Regions from separate parts of the Arabidopsis thaliana genome. Here region 2 is linked to region 1. The links are chromatin contacts, called in public ChIA-PET maps. All regions are on one chromosome and are shown on one strand. Each heading gives the region's core, a stretch centred on a gene start, on an enhancer-like site or on the middle of the called end of the contact. The rest is flanking DNA. Distances are from core to core; before and after follow the strand shown. Region 1 holds the start of AT5G04165 (a long non-coding RNA gene). Region 2 holds the start of AT5G25990 (core-2/I-branching beta-1,6-N-acetylglucosaminyltransferase family protein).

What was found. ChIA-PET counts read pairs in DNA pulled down with a chosen protein or histone mark.
Region 2: a contact with region 1 is called in an H3K4me3 ChIA-PET map of shoot, with 11 read pairs. The contact joins the promoter of AT5G25990 here to the promoter of AT5G04165 in region 1. A contact is called at or near these places in 3 of 26 Hi-C or Micro-C datasets (callus, root and rosette leaf), 1 of 2 datasets of contacts at active chromatin or transcription factors (shoot) and 1 of 3 other capture datasets (root).

What each region holds. Positions count from the first base shown.
Region 1 is chr5:9,040,783-9,044,540 of TAIR10.1, reverse strand. AT5G04165 (a long non-coding RNA gene) reads right to left here and starts at 1,591. Exons shown (of 2, transcript NR_142737.1): 1 at 1,338-1,591; 2 at 640-760. AT5G25920 reads left to right here. Exons shown (of 5, transcript NM_122493.3): 5 at 1-401. The coding sequence ends at 335. It overlaps RLP52 (receptor like protein 52), which reads right to left. Exons shown (of 2, transcript NM_122492.1): 2 at 3,164-3,758. The coding sequence ends at 3,164.
Region 2 is chr5:9,075,291-9,079,048 of TAIR10.1, reverse strand. AT5G25990 (core-2/I-branching beta-1,6-N-acetylglucosaminyltransferase family protein) reads left to right here and starts at 1,670. Exons shown (of 3, transcript NM_122500.1): 1 at 1,670-1,795; 2 at 2,655-2,749; 3 at 2,858-2,942. The coding sequence starts at 1,670. The coding sequence ends at 2,942. AT5G25995 reads right to left here and starts at 2,218. Exons shown (of 1, transcript NM_001343956.1): 1 at 1,923-2,218. The coding sequence starts at 2,218. The coding sequence ends at 2,030. It overlaps TGG2 (glucoside glucohydrolase 2), which reads right to left. Exons shown (of 12, transcript NM_122499.4): 12 at 3,272-3,758. The coding sequence ends at 3,572.

The DNA of each region.
Region 1 (3,758 bases), core at 342-2,841:
GTACTCAATACATGCCAACCAAAAGTGAGAAGGATCAAACCGTGTCTAAGATGGCAACCTTAACAAAGAAGGTAAGGATTGCTGATTTGATTGGAGTAGTTGAGGTCTGCATTTCTCTTAAAGCTGCATTTTCAAGGCTAGTCTGTTTATTAAAAGACATGGAGGTTCTTGAGAGACAAGAAGTAGAGACTAGGGAATTTGCTACCCTAGATTGGAGACAATATAAACTGATCAAGGAGTTTGATGTGGTCATCATGGACAAGAAAAAGGTTGCAGGTGCAGGATCGACAAGAGTTAAGACAACTTTTCCAAGCTTTCATTTCCTTCCACCTTGAGGACAAGGTGGATCTCAACGGGACGGTATTGATAAGTCGCTTATTCTCTTGTTGGGCCCTTTCTAGGCTGCGTCATTTAGTATCGTTTAAGCCCAATAGGTTTAGGATTCTCTTGCTATTTAGTCTCTCTGTTCATCTCTGTAAAGGATCATCGCTTAAGATCATCCAAACAATGTTTATCTTCCTTCTCTCATGTTCTTCTCCTTTCTACTTCTGAATTCTTCTGCTTCTCACCTTATTTCTTCTATCATCTCATCTCTTTCTGTTACTTAACTTGATAGCCTATTTTGGGTCTTATCAAAAGCACCAGGCCACATGCGAGAAAAGGGTGAGTCGAACCACAATCACGAACAACACGATAATATGGTGAATGGTCCTTGTTGATTGACATTAAACCTTTCAAGAAAACTCCTTAACCTCGCGTCTCGCTGACACAAGACACCCTACATCATACGATAGTTAAACGGTTAGAATAGTCAAAAGACTTCTTGTTATACAAGCTGTAAACCTGATATAGAAGTTTTTGGTGGGAAGGTTTTTTCCATATATGATGATAAGTGTTTCCCTCCATGAATGAGGAAGGCGGAGTCGAGGTTCTCACTATGATGGAGATGCTTGGACGCCGATGACCCCCGAGGTCTAATAGTAGGCCGATAAAACATTAGCATACGATTTGAAAGCTAGCCGATTTGTGATGTGGAAGCCTACTTAGATGTTGGATTTTAACACTTTGAATTGCTTCCATGAGTAACCGTAGAAGGTGGTGACCGGCTTAATGGGTTCGGTTTCGAGAAGCCGAGATACACGACTATGATTCCAGGAATGAGTGATCAGAGATGGTAGAAACTAGCTTCTACAATAAGTGCTCATTTGGAGACAGATCGAGTAGAGATAATCAATATAGTTCTAAACCGTAGTGGGTAAAATCATGATAAGGAAGACAAGGCATGTCGAAATTGGGAGACTAGATCGTTTAGTTTGAAGAAAGAACGTAACATCAAACCTAGCTTGCTGGCTAAAATAAAAGGAAACACATATCTGGGCCAAGGTGAGGAAACGTTGAGCCAATTAAACCGAAGTTGGGTCTTGACAAAAATAGACTTGAACCAATGCCCAGTTGGCTAGAGAGAATGTCTAGTCAGTTAGTTAGTGAAGACATCTATTGTGATTAGGTTTCTGCGCATGCTGTCTTAGACTTCACCAGAGATGGCGCAAAAAATGGTCCAAGAACCTCCAACCACCAGAACCTTTCCGATACCTCGAATCTGAGCCAAACTAAATTGATAACAAACCAAAGATGGAGATGTTCTAAGGAACCCAACTGACGAAAAAAAAAACGAGCAAAAGTTTGTTGATGATTGTAAGACCATCTCCAATGTATAGCTCTATATCTTACTCTAAAATAGAGAAGGGTTTCTCTCAAATGTATATCTCTATTTTCTACTCTAAAAAAAATATTTTTAGAAATATTCTATTTATATTTTATATTATATAATTTACAATTTGAGCCCATATATCATAGTTTTGCAAAATTCCCATAAAATATGATATTATTTAAATTAAAGACTAATTATATATTAAAAAAACATTACATCATATAACAATAATAAAATATTACAAATTTTATTTTAAACAACACCATTAGAATATTTTTTCCCACATATGATCAATTAAAGGAAGAAAACAAAATTTTATTTTGTGATTTGAATTTCGTTCAAAACCCAAATATTCGTGCATATTTTGAGATTGAATAAGCACGGATTTTACAAAAATGACGTGTCCAACAACAAGATCAATATCAAGAAACTCCTCCTCCATCTACTTCATTTGGACAATATTTTAACTATCTTGGTGGATCTACAAGCAATTTACCGGAATATTAAATTGCTAGTTTTATGTTTTAGTTTTCTTATGTTGTTTATTTTAAATTTAGTAATTATTTACTTATTAATTTTATAAAACTATTTGTTGTAGTTGTTGTTCGTAAAATGATAATATGTATTAAATAAAAATAAATAAATTTGATGGACCAGAGTATAAATAAAAAAGTTCAACTCTAAAATAGAGTAGAGAATAGATTTACTCTATATATAGAGTAATTCTGCAGAAATGTCTATTTTAGAGTCCAATATAGAGTAAGGTTGGAGAAGAATTTTGAGTTTTACTTTATGGTTGGAGTTATTGATAACTTGTTGTAAAAGTGATTTGGTGATGCTTATTTTGCTGTTTTAATATTATACATTTTGAAGGAGATAAAGAGAATTCAAAAAAGAAAAAATGTTAAATAAAACATAGAATGGATAAACTGGTGCATATTATATAGCCAAAACATAAATTGATTCCTTTATAAGAAAAAAGAACCTTAAACCCCATAAAAAACTTAGGATCAAAGAGAAACAATGCTGAAAACATACTACTCCAGAAGATCGACTAAACTCATACTATGAGTTTTCTTCGATCTCAACGAACACTTACAACATTCATCTTACAATCGTGATGTTTTAAAAAATAAACATCTACATAGTTAAGTCCATATATAATCTCACCCGTGTGAGCATGCCTCTAAGACTACTTATAATGGTGCAGTTGATGCTTCCGTTGAAATTGTTTTTCCAAAGTTGTAACACTTCAAGCATGGCAATTCTCCGATGAAATCCGATATTTCCCCGTGGAGTTTGTTTCTGAAGAGATTCAAAACTCGCTAGAGTCTCTCCCCTGACATTTTGTTAGACAAATACATTGATTTCAAATTCGTAAGCGTTCCTAGCTCCCAAGTTAATGGCCATGAGAACACATTCTTGCAATAAAAGCGTATTGAAGATATTTATTTATATTGGTTTAATTCTGCGTTTGTTTCGGCCAGAGTTCATTAACCATTCTGGTTTGTAAGAAACCAATATGTATCCCATCGTCAATCCAATGGAAATACCAGGTATGGATCCAATTGCAGCTGCTGTCCAATTCATCACCTCTTCTTCATCTTCTTCAGGCTCTGGCATTTCGGATTGTTGTGGTGTTTTCTTGTGGATATCTACACAAACTCTTTCAAGTGAAAGGCCAAAGAGTCTCGGGTTGTCCGCAAAAGAAGAGCAAGGCTGTGTTTGAAACTGAGTGCCCCCTGGTACTAGACCTACAAACTGGTTTTGGGAGAAGTTCATGTACGCAAGGTATGAGAGTTTCCCTAGCTCTGGTGGAATTTCTCCCGAAAGCTTGTTTTGAGAAACATCCAGTGACTCGAGCTCTATCAGGTTTCCCATTGATGATGGGATGTGGCCAGTGAAACCATTGTTTGACAAGTTGAGCACATGAAGCTCTTTTAGTAGACCAACGGACCTTGGAATCTCTCCTTCAAATTTGTTTCCAGAAAAATCAATTGTAGTAAAGGTATTTAGGATACGTACCATCTCCAATGCTATGCCTTTT
Region 2 (3,758 bases), core at 421-2,920, 34 kb before region 1:
GCTAAGTACGATACATGGTTGTGCTTACGTTTATATATCATAGGTAAAAATACAAAGGCTTCAACTTTGTCTAGGATGCATTGACGACGACCTATACAAAATCCATGGTGGAGACTGGAGAGATTGATAAATTAGAATATGCATACTCTCACTTAAATTTGTCCATTGAGAGTATGAGTATGAATATGCATACTCCATGTTGCGGCCATTCTTCATCTAGTGAGTGAAAAGGTATGTTTGCTTTTGTTTTTTTAGACTATGTGCAATGGAGGTCTTTAGATTTTGTTTTCAATAAATTATTCAACTGTTTAATTATTACAATATAGCTTCGACAACAACACAAATCTAATGTATTTAGATGGTTTCATATTTTTAAATAGAAAATCAGTTTGCAAAACAAACAATTAGTACTACGTACCTTAGATTTGTATTAATGATGGTGTTGAAAAAACAAAAAAAAATCATTTGTGGATTCAACATAGTTAAAGATTCAACATGTTGAAAACAAAATATGAGACCACATGTGACATGTGTTTTTTTTTACTTGATGTAGAAATTTATAAGATTTTTATTTTACTCCTATATAAGATCAATTATTGTATAAACTAATTTAATTTTTATGGTTTATATCAAAATATCAAAACGCTTTATTTTTATTTTCTCTACAAATAAAGACTTGTTTCACTTGATTTGAACATAGAGAACAATATCTAATTTATTATAAATTTGTTTCCCTCATAATGTTTTTTTTTATTATCTTCACATACACTTTTGTTTTAACTTTCAGACATCTCTTTAAAAAATACATCTCAACAATAAGATTATAAAATAAATGACAAATTTAATTAAATTTTAGTTACCTTAATTTAATTTCACTTGATAAGTTATTTTAATATGTAACTAAAAATATTTAAGAAAATCAGAATATGAGATTAAAAAAATTATGGGGTAGGATGCTGGATTTTATTATTAAATAAATCATTGTAGAAGTTAAAATTTAATAGATGTTAAATGATTAGGTACAAGAGAATAGAATGTTAAAAAGAAAAGAAAAACTTTGGAAAAAACAAACCAATGTATAGTAGCACACCTTATAATCTAGTCCCGCCGCAGCACTTAGAACTACAATATTTTTTGGATTTTGTATTATTTTTTTTAATATACATTAACTTTGGCAAAATGGACTATAAAAATCAAAACATCACATAAAACAGAAATTAGAGCTCGGAACTAGTTAAAATCACCAGAGACATCAAATTCCATCGAGGAATTCCAGCGTTAATAAAGGGCACTACTTCACTTCTCTTTTGGCGGCTCGGTCAAATTCTGTAACCAGTGTGAACGATTCTGTTTCGAAACCTTAGAGCATCCGCAACGCAAGGTTTTAAGCTGGTTCTTATGTTTAATCCTATTTAAAATTAATGTTTTAATGGGTATTATCTCAAGAGCGCCTCTTAGGTAAGAGCTAAAAAATTAAAGTAAGAGGCGGCACGTGTCGCTCATTAAGAAAGTGAGGAAGAAATATAAAAGCAAAAAAATCTACTCTCTTCCTCTTCCTCTTCCTTCTCTCTATCTCTTTAACTCGATTCCTTCTCTGTATCTCTGCCTCAAATTGAAACAATCGAAGGAGTCTCTAATTTTTCTGAACTTCGGCCATCCTTCCGCCGTTATGTCATCATCTCCACCTACACTGGCTCTCCACGGTGACTTTCGTTCATCTAATCGGCGAGTTCGTCTTCAACAAAACGACAATCTCGTCAAGAAGCTTCCTGATCAGCTTCATCACAATGTTATGGTGAGTATTTATCCTTTCAGTTCTTCTATTTATAATTCAATTTTGCTCCTGTTTTAATGTATATGATGATTATGTGTTCTCTCTTTTCTATTTCAATTGTAGGATATATGTTATTGTTATATAATATCGTTCTGCTATGAGGTTTAAGAGTTTACCAGTAAGCTATTGAGGTTAGTTGTGGAGTTCAAATTGGTTTACACTGAAGCAATGGATTTTTTGGTGGCTCTCAACACTCTAACCCGGTGGCTCCACCATGCAAGATATTGAATCCCACTGTTTGATGAAATCAGCTGTTCTCCGTAACCTCTCCGATTTCGTCACATACGCTCCTGAGATTCCTTTCACTGAATCTGTTGAGAAAACTATGCTGCTATTAAGGTTTTCATAGCTCACAAGGTTAAGCTTTATTGCAAGCATCATCATATTTAGCTTTAATATGTTGTACCTGAATCTCTGAATTATAGTCACTCAAATTAAATATGTGTACGTAGATCATGAATCTATGTTTTGCATTTGACAAGTTTTGATGTGATTATCAACTCTTCAAACACCAATTACACCAAAAAAATTTGACTCTTTTTTTAAGAACCCAATTTAAAATACTACCATTGGACAATGCTAAAAACTAAAATTCTTACCCAAGCTCTAAGTTTAACAGTTTCAAAATTAATAATTAAAAAATTGCTAAAAACCCTTGTTAATATACTACCATTGAGGATGGTCTTAGTATCCTCGGCAGTGGCGGAGGCATGGCTTTGATAGGAGGGTCAGTTGACCCCGATAAAATTTTAAAAATCTATTATATGTCATTATCAATTATTCTACTACAAGAAATTTTGATGCATATATATCCTTCTAGACTTCTACTTTAGCACAAACTTTCGAGTTGACTCGGCGTGGACATGAAAACTTCACCCTCTATGCCTATGCGCTACTCGATATCTCAAACGAATGGTTTGTTCTCCTCACCGAGTCATGCATTCCCCTATTCAACTTCACAACTATCTACACGTACATAACCGAATCAGAGCATAGCTTTATAGGTTAATTTGATCATCCCAGTGCCTATGGCCGAGGCCGCTACTACGGCAACATGGCCCCTGAAGTTTCCATAGACCAATGGAGAAAAGGGTCTCAGTGGTTTTAGATGGAAATTACATTTTAACTCATTTTAAGTTATACACAAACAAATTTGTATGTAAACACACCGAAATGTAAAGAAATAGGAGTATCAAATATATAAAATAATATTAAAAGATGTAGTTATCTTTGATAGAAGTTAAAAATGAAGTATAAGGAAACTTAGTTTAAGATATTAACTAATCCATCATCTTCCTTAAAACATTCTTTGAACTTTACATCATTCTTTTATGTTGTACATCATATCTCCGTCTTCCCCTATAAAATATGAAAATGTAATTAAAGTTGAAAACAAATAGATTTTGTTATCTGGTTACACTAAACAATTTTTGGTTCGTTTTTTTTTGCTCTCTTGTTTTTAAGAAAACAAAAAAAAATTAGTTTTTAAACAAATTTCAGTTTCGGTTTTTTAGTTTTGGTTTTAAAATGATAAACAACTAAGCATTTCGAGTTTAGTTCAATTTTGGTTTCATCGGATTTTTCCCCATCCCATGGCATAATGTAGTATACAAAATATTTATTAAGTTTGATCATCTTTTATTTAATACAGTAGGTAGAAGCTCCTTTTATCTATGGAGCAAGTAGAAAGAAGAGACATGAAGATGATCTCGATGGGCATAAAGTGGTTTTGGTCTTTCATGTGAGGCTCTTCCTATCCCCGTTCTTAAAGGGCAGACTTGAGCGGAGGATATCTTGGTTCTTGGTGGTATCTCTCAAGAACGACTGGTACCATAAGCCAGAAGCTTTGAGGTCTCTATCAGCAGTGACATTATTGAAATCAACGTAACTAAGTCCGAATCTGACGGTGTAGCCGTTGCAGAAT